3 separate regions of the Sus scrofa genome follow, and all the other regions are linked to region 3. A link is a contact called in public Hi-C data. All regions are on one chromosome and are shown on one strand. The core of a region is the stretch at or near the end of the contact, and the rest is flanking DNA. Distances in the headings are between cores, read along the strand shown.

Evidence for each region. Hi-C and Micro-C count contacts between places; a contact is called where the count stands out from the background.
Region 1: a contact with region 3 is called in a Hi-C map of retroperitoneal adipose tissue, with 3 times the contacts expected there. The contact joins the enhancer-like site here to the promoter of HOXA7 in region 3. A contact is called at or near these places in 2 of 5 promoter capture datasets (fetal skeletal muscle and liver), 25 of 47 Hi-C or Micro-C datasets (alveolar macrophages, blood, brain and 14 more) and 2 of 2 datasets of contacts at active chromatin or transcription factors (alveolar macrophages and skeletal muscle).
Region 2: a contact with region 3 is called in a Hi-C map of embryonic fibroblasts, with 6 times the contacts expected there. The contact joins the promoter of HNRNPA2B1 here to the promoter of HOXA7 in region 3. A contact is called at or near these places in 2 of 5 promoter capture datasets (fetal liver and fetal skeletal muscle), 8 of 47 Hi-C or Micro-C datasets (embryonic fibroblasts, fetal skeletal muscle, fibroblasts and 3 more) and 1 of 2 datasets of contacts at active chromatin or transcription factors (skeletal muscle).

What each region holds. Positions count from the first base shown.
Region 1 is chr18:46,059,229-46,064,080 of Sscrofa11.1, reverse strand. No RefSeq gene overlaps it. Among named protein-coding and RNA genes, the nearest start is that of SNX10, 81 kb to the left of the region's middle. Within about 2 kb of position 2,225, at least 40 of the 83 cell types and tissues checked have an H3K27ac peak or open chromatin away from gene starts, as enhancers often do. A contact at or near this core is called in alveolar macrophages, brain, epiblast stem cells and 5 more, where this site is marked.
Region 2 is chr18:46,202,567-46,206,961 of Sscrofa11.1, reverse strand. HNRNPA2B1 (heterogeneous nuclear ribonucleoproteins A2/B1) reads right to left here and starts at 1,798. Exons shown (of 13, transcript XR_002340389.1): 1 at 1,341-1,798. It overlaps CBX3 (chromobox protein homolog 3), which reads left to right and starts at 1,848. Exons shown (of 5, transcript XM_021078986.1): 1 at 1,848-2,364.
Region 3 is chr18:45,414,666-45,419,474 of Sscrofa11.1, reverse strand. It overlaps HOXA7 (homeobox protein Hox-A7), which reads right to left and starts at 2,338. Exons shown (of 2, transcript XM_021079046.1): 1 at 1,756-2,338; 2 at 362-777. The coding sequence starts at 2,134. The coding sequence ends at 452. It overlaps LOC106506841 (a long non-coding RNA gene), which reads left to right and starts at 4,787. Exons shown (of 3, transcript XR_002340419.1): 1 at 4,787-4,809. LOC110257591 (a long non-coding RNA gene) reads left to right here. Exons shown (of 4, transcript XR_002340415.1): 4 at 397-411.

The sequences.
Region 1 (4,852 bases), core at 976-3,475, 640 kb before region 3:
TGAGAACTGGTATCATATGTAAGCCAAAGGTGTCAACAATGAAAGCCAACAACCTGTTACTTAGGGCTTCTTTTAAGGTCTCACTTGAAAGAAAGTGATTTAAATTCTAGTGAAATTTTCCAGTTTTAAAAATTACTACAGAAAAACAGAAATGTTAGTCTTTAAGTAGTTATGTCCCTTAAGATAGTAAATACCTTGCAGGAGCTTTTCATGCTTAGTTCACATTTTACTGAATAATTAAATACAAACAAGTGATATGCAATAACTATTGTAAGGCAAAAGAATAAAATGTCTTTTATGGCTATTAAGAATTGAAACAAATTCATTTAGCTTAACTACAATTACCATTATATCCAACAGTAAATTGAATGTTGTTTTGAGTTCAGTTTATGGTTTTTTTTTTTTTTTTTTTCCCGTGCCTAAGGATTCATCATTTTTGAGCTACTGTGGTACAAAAAAAGGTTTTCAGTATTTCAGCTTTAAAGGAAGACCCTTTTCCAAGAAAGGCCTCTAAAATTTTAAGATAAAAACATAATAAGAATAAAGAGCTTATTCTATTTCTCAATAGTTTTCCTCTTAATATTTAAATCACTTAGTAGGTATCCTCTGAGTACAATGCAGCATCTTTCGATGGAGGATACAATCTATTTCAATACAGTTTTCTGCTTTTGTTGGGATTGTAGACATTTATTTTATATATATATATACACACACACACATTTTCAAATACAAAAAGCTGTCTGAAATTAATTACTGCAATCTGACATTCAAAGCATAGATACAATTCTCTTTGCACATAAAGGTCATAAGACATGAATACATTTTTAGTGGAATGGAGTTCAGAAATCTTAGGATGTAAATAAACAATAATTTCTTTAAATTTGAAATATTTACAAAGGATTTTGGCTCTCTTCTTTGCCGTATGCATCTCACAAACGAGTCACCATTGTCCCTTTTAAGTCAGACACAATTGCTCTTCACTCTTGCTGGAAACTTTTCTAGATCATTGTTATGAACAGTGCATTGGACACTAATTTATTTTAGCTGCGCAAACTCTGGTAGTTAATGACCCTTTTCTCTTTCTCCACAATTCCAAAGAGTTCTTTTCAAAAGATAGAGAGGAAACGAGAAAAAAAAAAAATTAAGCTACGATTTTCCGCTGCATTTAAACTCTGGTCTAAAGACACTATGCAAATGGTTTATGCTAAAGAGGAAAATACCCTTTCTCCCCCGACGAGAAGTGTAGATGCATCCAAAACCCCACACCGCTTGTCTTTGCTGCAAGAGGCACAGCACGGGCATAACTTGTGGTTGTGTTTTTGCTGCTTTCTTACCTCTGGGCCTTCTTTATAGCTCTGCCCCCCCACCCCACCGGCGGCGGCGCTCCCGCGGCGGCACCCGGGCCGCCTGTTGGCTGCGGCGCCCGGCCGGCTCGCGCACACTCCCCGCGCCGCGGCCCGCACACGCGCGCTCCCGCCGCCTCCCGCCTGGGCCGCTCTGCCCGCGGCGGCGGCGGCGGCGGCGGCGACTGGGTGGCAGGTAGAGAGCCAGCCGGCCTCGGTTCGGTAACCCATGGCAACCGCCCTGGTAACCCATAGCAACTGCGCGGCGGAAAGAAAGGAGGGGGAAAAAAAGGGTAGGGGGGCGGCGGGTGGTGAGTGGGAACAACAACCGCAAAGAGGCACGATTTACAGCACCGACCTGCAGCGCCCCCTCCCCTGCCCACCTGCCTCCAACGTGGGCACCGCGAGGCCCCCTTCCCAACGTTAGAATGACAGCTTGGCGGCTGGAGAAAAAAATAAAAAATAATATGCAGAAGAGCCTGGGGGGGCGGTTGATTTTGGTGCGGGGGAGGGGAGCTTTGAATACCGATGACCCCCAGGGCCTTCGAGTTCACGGAGCCAGCCCCGCCGCTCGGTTGGGTTTCGGGCTTGGGCTGGGTCAGGGAGGCGGGTCCGGAACCCGGGGGGCTGCGGCGCCGGTTCCCAGTCTAGGGCTGGACCCGAGTCTTTGTTCTGTAGATGCTCGCGCGGCGCCGCGGCCCCAGCTCCGCCGCCCGGCCCGGGAGGGGTCGACGAGGAGCCGCAGGCCAGGGTGTGGCCGAGGCCTGGAGGGGCCCGGGAGCGCGTTCCGAAAGTTTCATCTGGGCACGCACCTCACACCCTAGCTGGCTCCTCTAGTCTCCCTGAAACCCGCGGGTGGGCGCGCCATCGTGTCAATCTCCACGCCGCCCCTTCCGGGGAGGGAGAGGACAGATGCGCCAGGTGGCGGGGCTGGGTCGCTGGGGAAGAAGCGCGTGCCTCTGGGTCCAGAAACGGCCCTGGGTCAGGTTTTAATGTGTGTTTGTGTGTACGTAGGGGCGGGGGGTGGTGGGGAGGAGTACGTGCGGGAAGAGACAAGTCCCCCACCCGGTTAGGCCGAGCTTTCTTTACCCTAGAAACAGGCTCGCAGCCGGTGGCAGACCCCTTGCAAGGCCGCCGGCGGACAGAGGGGGGCGCTGCCGGGCCAGCACGGTGGCTGCGGCAGTCGGCGGGGGACCGCGCCGCATCTGGGGTCTGGCTAGCTGTCTGCGTGGTGGCGAGGTGGTAGGGCTCCCAAGTGGAAAGAACCCACGCCAGTCGGTGCTTGGGAACATAGCTGCTCGTTTGTGTATTCGAAGAACACCCATCCCTCAATTAAGGTGATGCAGGCAACACAACCAGAACGGGTTTCATTCGATACAGAACACCTAGGTAGATAAAAGGTCCACTCCACCGGAAAATGTAGTGGGATGGAGAGAGATTGCATAGGAATCTGGACTCCTGTAGTTCTAAATCCAGATCTAACTGGTTGTGATTCCAGGTGCATTTTGATGTCTTAAGAAGATTAAGCCCCAGGTAATTTCTGAAGTCCTTGGAGATCTTAATCATGATTTATTCTCCCTCTGTAGGTGTGTGCCAGTTAGAAATACAAATAGCAACGTCCTCCGCAAAGACCTGCACAAGTATAACACTGCACACATTTGTGCCATACATATTCCTGAAAAGGTGATTAGGTTAACAGTGGGGTTTATATATCTAATAATTTTTTTTACTAGTAGAAAGAGAAACTGGCTATGTAAAGAATCTGCATGTAATCTTTTCATAAAGGAATCTTCCGAATATATATTTGTGTTGCCACAGATCTCAGGGAAACTTGGTTTATTTTACAAACATGCACGTTCTGGGCTCTGCTGCCTCCTGGGTACCAGGTACAAAGGAGACTGCAAACTGGGTATTAGACCTGGGTAAACTGTAAAAGATAGCTTGCTTGCCCTGGGATCCATTCAGTACAATCCCAGCCCTCTGCATAGTGGTGTACTGGGAGCCCTGTGCTGTAATTTAATTTTTTTTTTAACAAAAGCAATTACAGAAAAGTGCAAATTTAACGTGTGACATTTAACATTTTGCCGTGGCAGGCAGCCTCCACTTAAATGGGGCCTTTCTGCAGAACAACAGGAGCCAAAAGGCCTTGTGTCATGGAGTAATGTAAGACACAATCTGGGCTGCAAACGCACAATGAATCGGGGAGGATTTATGTAATTAATTGACCAGTCTTAACCTGTTATCGTGATGTAAGGAATTTGGAACTCATTAATTTGGGCTCTGACAGATTTCATATTAGAGCTGGCAAATATGGATTGAGCCTCTTATTCTTGTAGCAGCTGGAATTTCCATGACAGTGAGGATTAGTGAAGAAGACCTATTGCTGGAGTCAAACTGCCTCTTTGTAATCAGTAGCCCTACTTTGAATTAAAAGGAAAATGAAAAAAAAAAAAAAAAAAAAAAAAAAGGGAAAAAGCCTATTACCTGGCTGAAGGACTGGAAGGGGCTGGTGCTCATTCTGCTGGTATGTGTATTGAGCTCAAGCATCTGCAGTTGAATGAAAACATTAATTTTAATCATAAAGTTAGGTGGTTTCTCAAGCACCTTGAGAGAATGAGAAGGTAGAAGGATCTCAGGGTCAGGTGTGGTATTGTTGTCAGTTACAAGGGATGAAAAGACCGAGCCTTTGAATTGCCTCTCTGAATTGCCCCACAGAGGCGTATGAAGAAGGACATAGAAGTCTTACAAGGGGCAAGTGGCATTTCTTGAATGTCATATCCGCAGATGAGCAGTTCAGAGCCTTGAAGGAGAAACGGGCTTTCTCAGGAGCCACTGACTGTCTCCTGGTCAGAACTCCTTCGTGGATCCCATGAAACGAGAGTTCACATAATGAGCAGTTCGTCGATAATCTAATTTGTGCCATTTTCACAGTGTATGATGTTTAATGAATCACCCATTTGGAAATGTCTAGTTTCTTCTTTGAGATTTTAAGAAAACCCAGTAAAAATCTAACTTTCATTTTCACTCTCCTTGACAATCAGAAAAATGCTAGGTTGAAAAAAAATGTCCCAAGATTAAACTAAGTGCTTTTTCTTTTCCTTCCTCTCACAATAGGTTTCCCCTATTGCTGTGCAACGTGATAAGGTTAATATAACAACTGCCATAAGGATCATTAATACAGGAAGATAAGCAAAGTTGCACGTTTAAAACATTTTCAGGGTATCATTTGCCTCCTTCTGCTGATAAAAGGAACTTTGGTAACAGGCAGAATACAGGCACTGAATATTAACTTTTTAGCCAAAAAGCCCAATCGACCTTTTCTAGTATGTTATTCTTCATAAACACTCCTCAAAGTGGGTACTGACTGCCCTTGAAATATGTTTTTAAATTTGTATATTACCGTAATTTCCAGTCAAACAACTTTAATTTTAATATAAAAATTAATGTTACAATGTGACTCTTGCAAGAACAAAAGGATCGCTAGTCTCCTCTCCCATTTGTTTTTGCCA
Region 2 (4,395 bases), core at 549-3,048, 790 kb before region 3:
CAAACAAAGTTATTTTATAAGCGTGCTTAGGGTCAAAGAAAATACCCAGGTAGACCCCCTTCGCTTCAGACCTTAAGCTTATCAATGTTATCAACCATGATTGCAAACATAAATGAGAAAAGCAAGTGACAAAGTTCAAATACATAGTAGCCCAGCCTAAAACAGTTCGGTATACAGCAATACACGTACTGAAGGGCTGAGCCACGTTTTAAGCAGAGCACAACTAAAATCATTTTTATTGCACTTTCATCTTAATTTCTAGCTTACCACGTAAAAAATTTCCCAGTAAAAATCTTACTTAAAAGCCGAGTAATTTCTACAATTCCTCATAAGGGAAGCCTTCAGGAAATTAAAAGGATTCGGAACCTTCGGCACACCGCCCCCCCCCAACCCCCGAAGACCACCTTCCCCACGACCTCCCGCATAACCTACAGGACCCTGATGGCTCCGAATTTCGGTTTTTCATTTCTAAAGCTTCCTGCCATGTAACCGCCTTCCTAATCGCCGCAAACCCAGCTAAAACCGCTACGCAAAGGAACAAGGGCTGAAAAACAGAACGTTTTCTTTGTACTACGTATGGCTCGCCTCAAACCCGGGCCCGACACCCTAGATCGTTTTACCTCCGAAGCCGAGCGACCGCCGCCCCTCCCCCCGCCCTGCGGTGCGGCGCCTGAACGCAATGGCGCCATTTCATCGAGGGGAAGGCAGCGAGCCTCTAATGAGGTGCGCAGGACTTTAAAGATCCAGGCTCCCAAACCCTCAGAATCCACCTCGAAACGGCATGAAAACGGCCCGAAAAGGAGAAAAAACCGGCGAACCACCTCTACTCTTTGATAAAAGACTCAAACTAGCTGAATTTAGAGAGTTACAAGGAAAACGCTGCGAGAAAGAGGAGAAACGAAAATGGCGGCCGCCAAATCCGGTTCCCGCGAGGGGGGGAGGGGAAGCCGCAGCCTCGCCCGCGAGGACCCGCAGCCCGCCGAAACGCTCCAACGCGCGGACGCCAGGGTCCCCAAACCAGCGTGCTGTAAAAAGGGAGTAAGAATTCCCGCCTCCGCGCCCCACTTCCACCGAAGTCGGCTTGCGTCCGCCATGTGGAAGTTCCCCATCCCCCACCCCCAGCAAAGGGAAATGGCGCCGGGAGCCTGAGGGTGGGGAAGGTGCGGAACGATCAGGCCTCCGCTAACGACCCCCCTTCAAAAGTACCCCGAGACCAACCGCTTCTGAAGTGGCCCAATTTCGCTGCCGCTCTCCCACGGAGGCGGGTGGCCGACTTCCAATAAGGCGCCAACGGCCTCGCCATGCCCTTTCCAACAACTCATTGATTTCAAACCCGTTACCTCCATCGCGGACTCAGTCGCTTCAGCCCGATTTCCCGCAGCCGAGCGAGATGAGAGAGATCTCCGCGGACGAACACGAACCGGACTCGTCCTGGCGCTGTAGTGAGAACTGCCGCTGCTCGAGAAACAACACCGCTAAGAGCACCTCCACTCGGGACCCGGCGCTGCTGCTACTGCCGCTAGAGCCGCTGCCGCCGCTTTTCTAGAACCTTCCCCCCGACTAACGCGTCCTGCCCTACGTCAGGCCGTTGCGTAAACGCCCTAACCGCCGCCAATGGCGGGAACGCTCTACGACCTCCTTGCGCCAAGTACGTGCCCCTCCCTCCTCGCAGCCAACAGTGGTGCTTGACGTCACTTGCGTAAAAGGGCTCTGTGAATTGCGGAAGGCTCGAGCCCTGCGTATTTCTCTCTCGGAATTAAGTCCAGTCCCCGCCCCCCGCCCAGCTTTAGCGCAGGGCAGGTGAGAAACGGTCGCGCAGTTTGAAATTAACACTGTGGGGAGGAGCTTAATCCTCAGCTTTCAGGTCCAGCCCCTCAACCCGGAAGGTGGTCCTTAGAGCAACGCTTTGATAATCCCAATACCCACCGCCCCCCGTCTCTAAAAAAAAAAATCTTTGTAGCCTTCTCTACAGCGCTTTCCCTCCTCCTCCCTGAATTGAGGACAGACTCGGCCTCTTCCGGAAACACCCGAAGCGACTTGTGGTCAACAAGTTACATTTCACGCCTCACCTACCTAACCTTGGACAACGCTTTTGGGGTCAACCTCTCGGGTTCAGGAGGTCTTTGGACAGGGTAATCTAACTCTTAGTTCCTAATTGAGTCCTCCCACCCAAGTTTTACACCCACCACCAGCATTTGGAGGCACCCAACCCCAGGGACTAGGAAGTGGGCGGAGTCCTGTTTTGGCGCCAGTGCAGCTGCTGCAAAGCAGGAACGCCTCCGCCGAGGAGACTCCGGTCACAGTCCCCGCTCCTCCCTCTCTTTCCCTCCCCTTTGGGGACCACCAGCCGCTACGCCCCGAACGGTGAGTGCCGGTGTCACCACCCCCTCCTTCCCCCACCCACCCTTCGGCTCGGGCTCGGGCTCGGGCTCCCGGCGGGCAAAGCGCGGCGCGCGGCCCCTCCCCCCCGCGGGGCGCGCGCTCACCCCCGCCCCTAGCGGCCGCCTGGCGTGGGCGGTGCCACCCCGCACCCCCCCCACCCCCAGCGGCGCGGCCCCGCGCGCAGCTCCCCAGCCCCCTCCCCCTCGGATGTGGCTGGAGCTAGAGGCGCGCAGGGCCGAGGACGCCGCAGACCTGGGACCCGGAGCAGCTCTGAGGCGGTGAAGTCGGTGTCTTTATTTTCCCCTACCTTTCACTCCGTGGTCTTGCTTCAGATACCACTTGCGCCCCAGAGACCCTCCCCCCAGTTCCCCGCTTCCCATCCTTCCCGGCCCGACCCCGAGTCGGAGCTGGCGGGAAGGAAACAGGCGAATGGAGACCCCGCGGTGGGCCTGGTGCTGGGCCGGTGTCTCTAGTTGGTCGAGGGGACGAGACTGCTCGTTATGAGGTTGAGAACTGTGGCGACAGCTGCCTTATTTGTAGACAAAGCGCGTTTCTTCCTCCCCTCCCCCATCCCGGAGCTACATGAGGGGTCCTCCTCCCTCTCCCGGACTCGGTCGGCGACTCGGGCCTCCAGGGAGGGCTGTGCATTCTCCCGCATCCGTGCGGCCCGAAGTCCGGAGGCAGCGGCGGGCGCTCCGTTACGAGGCCGCCTTCGGGTCGGGGAGGCGCGGGCCCCGTGGCGCAGTGCCCTTGAGCCCCCGCGCCGCGGCCTTTGTTTCTCCCCGCGGATGCGCTGACCATGCGGCCCGCGCTCGCGTGTGGGGGGCGGGGGCCGGGCTCGAAGGCCTTATTAAGCCGGGTGGGGCTGGGGCTTAAGGGCAGCGGCTGAACGTCCGGAAAGAGGTGATTTGTTTTCAGAAGTGGCACGAAATGGGATTGGAGCATTTTGGGGTGTTTTTTTCTCTTAGTTTATTTAACTAGTGATTGGAAAAAGGGAGAGTTTCTAAAAAGAAACCAAGTTGGGATTACCTAGGCGGCTCTGGACTGTTAAGAGGTCTAGAGAAAAAATTCACAGTAATTTATTATGGTGATCGTTTGAGCAGTTGATTCTGAGTCAGTATCTATTTGCTGAATGTGGTTGTAAATGGGATTTGGATTAGGAAAAAAAATTTTTCTTTTTTTAATCCTATATGACTCTTTCTCGGGTACCAATGACCCTAGTAAGGTTCTCTGGGTACTTGGTTACAACACTAATATATATACTCTGAGGCGTGTATTACTAATTTACAGAAGCTTAAATCTGATTGTTTATGGATTGGTATAATATCCATATTATATATGTCTGATAATATGAGCTACTAGGTGGGGGTTGGAATCCAAACAAAACTTGTGTTTAGCTACCTTTTTTTGTGTCTTTGCAAACTTCTTTAACTGTTATGCATTTTTTTAGTAATAGCTCTTCAAGTCTGCAATAAAAAATGGCCTCCAATAAAACTACATTGGTAAGTTAATGAAAACCTAAAATGTGTAAGGATCTAACTCAGGCTTTTTCCCCTTAAAATTATAACTTTGCATCTATGTGGTTGAGAAAGTTACAGCCATAGTATAGTCCCAGTCCCGCCCCCCGCCCCCCCGCCCCCCCCCCCCCCCCCCGTTATACTGAGGAGAGTTGGGGCAAAAACAAAATTATTACATTAAAATACTTATTGACTTGGCCTAATAGTGTCTTAAGTCATTTAAAGAAACCTAATCTTGGGATGGCGGCAGACCAAATGTTTTTATCTTGAAGATACGCAAATCTATATGACAGGGAAGAATGATAAATGTGTAGACAGACAAAGCCTAAGATCTTGTTGATTGGGACATTATTCCCTAAATCACTTTATACTGAATTGTAGAGAAAGCAAGTATTTTCAGTATTGCCCAGGTTAAAGAAGGGGTAACTTATACACTTAGATTGAGACAAAAGCTTTAAATTTTTCAAATTAACTTTGGTCACTGTCATATTTCAGA
Region 3 (4,809 bases), core at 1,089-3,588:
TTGGGGCTAGTAGGTAGTACTGAGAGTCAGGTCCTTGCCGGTATTGGGGAGGTGCTGGGTGTCTGCCAGTGTTGGGACGCGTCTGGGCTTCCTGGGAGTGGAGGCCCTCTGGGCTGGGCCCATAGGTAGTTTGGGGGTGCCTCTCCCCGAGGCCTGTGCTAGGTAGTATTTTAACCGTGCCAGGGCAGAGCTGGCCGGCCTGGGGTTGGGGGTGTCTGTTGGGAGGGGTCCTCTGAGGCAGAGGGGATCCCCGAGGGGACCCAGTCTAGGCGGCTGCTCAATCCAAAAAAGTTGGGAGCTGGAGTGGGGAATAGGATGGATTGGGTGCAGGTTGGGACTTTTTTTTTTTTTTAACATTTTCTTTTTTTTCCTTCCGACTTGCGTAAATAAAATCAGTCTCCAAAGACGCTTTCCCGACTGTCTGGTGCAGCCAGGGCCCCGGCTCCGGCCCTCATTCCTCCTCCTCCTCTTCGTCTTCATCCTCCTCGTCGTCGTCCTCGTCGTCGGCCTTGGCGGCGGCGGCGGCGGCGGCGGCGGCGGCGGGCACGGCGCCCTCCGGGGCGACGGCGGCGGCTGGACCCTCGTCCTTATGCTCTTTCTTCCACTTCATGCGGCGGTTCTGGAACCAGATCTTGATCTGGCGCTCGGTGAGGCAGAGCGCGTGGGCGATCTCGATGCGGCGGCGCCGCGTCAGGTAGCGGTTGAAGTGGAACTCCTTCTCCAGCTCCAGCGTCTGGTAGCGGGTGTAGGTCTGACGGCCCCGCTTTCGGTCGGGCCCTGCGAACACACAGACGGACACATGGGCACGCAGACAGACAAGCCGACGGGGACACAGACAGGACAGTGCGTGAGCCAGGCCGCCATCCCAGGGCGCGCACCTCCCTCTCGGCCCGGACCCAGGCGCGAGTTCCCCTCCGCCCCGCGCCCCCAAACTGAGCTGGGGGAGGAGCGGGCGTGCTAGAGGAAGACTCCAACTGCGGTGCCAGACGCGCAGGCAGCTCCGTGAGGAGGGAAGGCGCAGAATCTCAACTTTACAACCGCCCTTTCCAGCCGGCTAGGCTTCCACAATGTCCTGCCTCCCCCTGACAAAGGGAAATTGTAAATATAGAGTGTGGGCAAGTGGGAGCCACTGTGCTTTGGCCATTCAAAGGCGAGCCAGGCCGCCTCCCCGCCTTGCTAGGCAAGTGGGAGACCCTCTGGGGCGGCCAGCCCTCCCGAGGTGCCTTCCCTCCCCAGCAGCCCTCGCCCCCATCCCCGGACCTTCCCAGGGCACTCCTGTTCTCTGTCTTCACTCCCACCCACCCATCCATCCCCGCCTTTAAATGGTCCCTGGCACAGGGGCTGGTAAGGAGCCCTAAAGGGTTTGGCTTTCCCTGCTTTTGAGAAAGAAAAGCCGGGCTGAAAGGAAAAGGAGGAGGGAGGGAGAGAGAAGAAAGGGAGGGAGGGAGACAGGGAAGAGAACAGCGAACAAACAAACTTAATGTTGAAATTCCAAGGCAAATGGAGTTAAATAAATTTACGAGGATCGAACCCATTAATTGGGCCATAAAAAGTTTTATGAGCCTCATTTACATACAATGCTACGGGCTCTCCACGCTATGGCGCCTCGGCTCTAATTAAAACCAGAAAGCAGCGCCGCCAGGAGTCACGGGGCCGCCGGCTCGCGGCCGCCTCGCTCGGCGCTCCGCGCCCCCAGCCCCGCGCTCCAGCTCCTCGTCCGCTCGCCCACCCGGCCCGCCTAGCGGCTGCGCCTACCTGAAGACCGCATCCATGGATAAATGCGGAAATTGGCCTCGGCCGGGCCATGCAGCGCGCCGTCGTCTGCCTTGTCGCAGGCGCCTTTGGCGAGGTCACTGCAGAGCCCCGGGATGTTTTGGTCGTAGGAGGCGCAGGGCAGGTTGCCGTAGGCATCGGCGCCCAGGCCGTAGCCGGACGCGAAGGGGCTCTGATAGAGGGGGCTGTTGACATTGTACAAGCCCGGCACGGTCGAAGGGAAGGCGCCGGCGCCCGCCCCATAGCCGCTTCTCTGCGAGTTGGGCGCAAAGGAGCAAGAAGTCGGCTCGGCATTTTGGAACAGAGAAGCCCCCGCCGTATATTTGCTAAAAAGCGCGTTCACATAATACGAAGAACTCATAATTTTGACCTGTGATTTGTTGTCCGGCAGCTTTCAGTGTCGGTTTTACGAGGTAGCGTGATATATGATAACATTACACCCCCAGATTTACACCAAACCCCATTTTCTTTTGGACGGAGCTCTCCGCAGCACGTGACCGCCCACATGACCGCGTCCGCCAATCTCAGCAGCCCTCACAGGTGGTCTCGCTCGGCGGGGCCCGCGGCCGCCTAGAATGGAAGGGGAAGAGGCTCAAATATGTGGCTAACGAATCTGCCCGCGCCCGGCCGGCCGGGCGCGTCCCGCGGGAAAAGGACTCCTGAAGCTCCGAGCGGGGACTCAGGCCAACGCCACCTTGGACCCCTGGCCTGCAGATGCCCCGCGGAGCCGGCGGGGCGCAGTCCCCTCCAGCCTATTACCGAACGCTGGACCAAGCCAGCCGGCCCTCCCTGCCCTTCTTTCTGCCAGCCCAGGGAGGGTCTCCGCACCCCGCGCACCCGCCCGCCCCGCAGTGGCCCGGGGAGCAAGTCGCGGCTCTGGGCAGATCGCCTTGCCTGCGACTATCCCCTCCCGGGTCCAGTGAGCCATTGGCCAACTTAGGACTCAGATCCAGATGGGGCAGGCACAGGGTTGCTTCCAGCTGCAGCGCGAAGGCCACCGCAAACTGGAACCATGTGGTTGGAATAAAGTCGAGGTCTCTCAGCTTCCTTTCCTTAATCGGTGGTGCACTGTTTACCCGCCCTCTAGGAAGCAGTGAAATATTTATCTATTAATGAGCCTCACTTGCCAGCAGATTTATTAACATGAGGCTCCCCTCCCTCCTCCTGGGTATCGCTGCCCTGGCTGGCTGGCAGGCTCTGTGCCTTCGCTCCTGGGCACCTGGCTGGCCTCTGGCAGCCTAAGAAATGGCCAGACACTCTTTTGTCCTCCCTGCCACCCTTGGTGTCCCCCTGTGCTCAAGGGGAGCCCAGTCTCTTTTCCCTCAGCTTGTTGGCACCTGGAGGCCCACACCGCTTCAGGTACCAGTGGTGCTGAGGGGTTTCTGGTAGCCTTCACTGGGGCCACCCCTGGGCCTCAGTCAGCTCCTCATGGGCCTGGCTGCCTGGGAGCCATACATGCATTAGAGCCAATGCGGAGAGGACGAAGGGCCCAGGTGCCTTGGGACTGCAGCCCACTATGGATTTCCATTTCTTTTGGAGACCCCCTAAACAAAAGAGGGACCTTTTCGGAAAAGCCACCAGCTCTAGCAGCTTCACTTTCTCATGGACTAGCTCACGGTGGAGCCCAAAGTGGTCTCACTCTCTCCCACCCATGGCCCCATGTCACCGAGCTTACCTTCCCAAGCCTCCAACCTCTGCGCAGGGTTGGATCAGCTGAAGCCCTCGCCGCCGGACCACTCCCTGGAGGATGGTGGGGGTAAACCCTTCCCCTAAACGCCTCATAAACGACCCAGGCCCTGATGCAAGCCCAGCGGCCAGGTCAGTATGCCTTTTACTGCTCGGCTCGATTGCACACCATAAACCCGACCTCACAATGGAATTGCCCCGGAAATTCTCCTTGGAATTATGGAGTTTGGTTCCTTGTGTACAAAGCACTTCCCATCACTTTTCAGAGGATCCAGGCGGCCCCCGTTCACCTCATCCTCTCAGGGGGTCCCAGAAGCACAAAAGGCAGCAGTACGATTCACATTGGGATGCAACGGAACCCAGCTCTGGCCTAGTGGACTGCCTAGGGGTGTGGGTGGGAAGGCAGGGGGCTGTTGGGCAGGTGGGTGCCCGGTGTTTTCCCCTGGGGGTATAGGGGCCATAGTGCAGCAATATCCGGGGATGCCCTTTGTGGAGGGCCAGAATGATTGTCTCTGCTGAGGAATGGAGACGGTAAGAGTAGAAGGCAAAGAAAAAAAAATTCCAAATAGCATTACTTTGGGGCTGGAAATAAAAACCTAAGAAAGCTAAAGGACCACCAAACAAACAAGACGAAGGCTAGGAGATCAAAGAGGTGGAATTAGACAGTCTTAGACCAATAAATTGTTCCTCGGGTGACACAGAGCAAGATGTAAAGAGAAAGACCGGCCACCACCGCCGTCTGTCTAGACTTGGGTGGCTGGAGCCGCCGACAGCAATGGCGTTTAAAGTAGAACCTGCCCTAGTGGGGCGACTGGACACACTGAGTGGGGAGCGATTTCTGGGAGCCCAGGGAAGGATGTGTTCTCAGCCAAGAGGGCTGGGAGCCTGTGCCACAGGCTCATCCTTGCCAGGGCTTTGTGCGGCCCAGGTCCAAGCGGTCCTGGCAGGACGCGATGCTCCTTCTCCTGGGCCAAAGAGGGTCCAGACACTGACGGCAAGGCCTCGGCCTTTCTGGGCCCAAGTCAACCTTCTGGGCCAAGTCCTGTGGGTACTGAAACCTCCCCTTTCGTTTCTGAGCTGCTCTTTCCCTTCCTAACTTTTGCAGCCACGTTTTAAAACGAAAAGGCCAGGCAAAACCAGGCTTTCAATACGGCCTCTTTAATTGCGTGTTCTCGAGCCTCCGTTTTTCTACTTATTTGGCTGGAAAGACACCAACGCACTGAGTTATATGTGGTAATATTCACAGACATACTCGTTGATGCTTGACTCGGAGCGGGCACGTGAAGGCAGGTTTCTAATCAGCGGAGCTGTCTTTAAAGACATTTTCCCAGCGCTCTCCTGGAGCTGGGA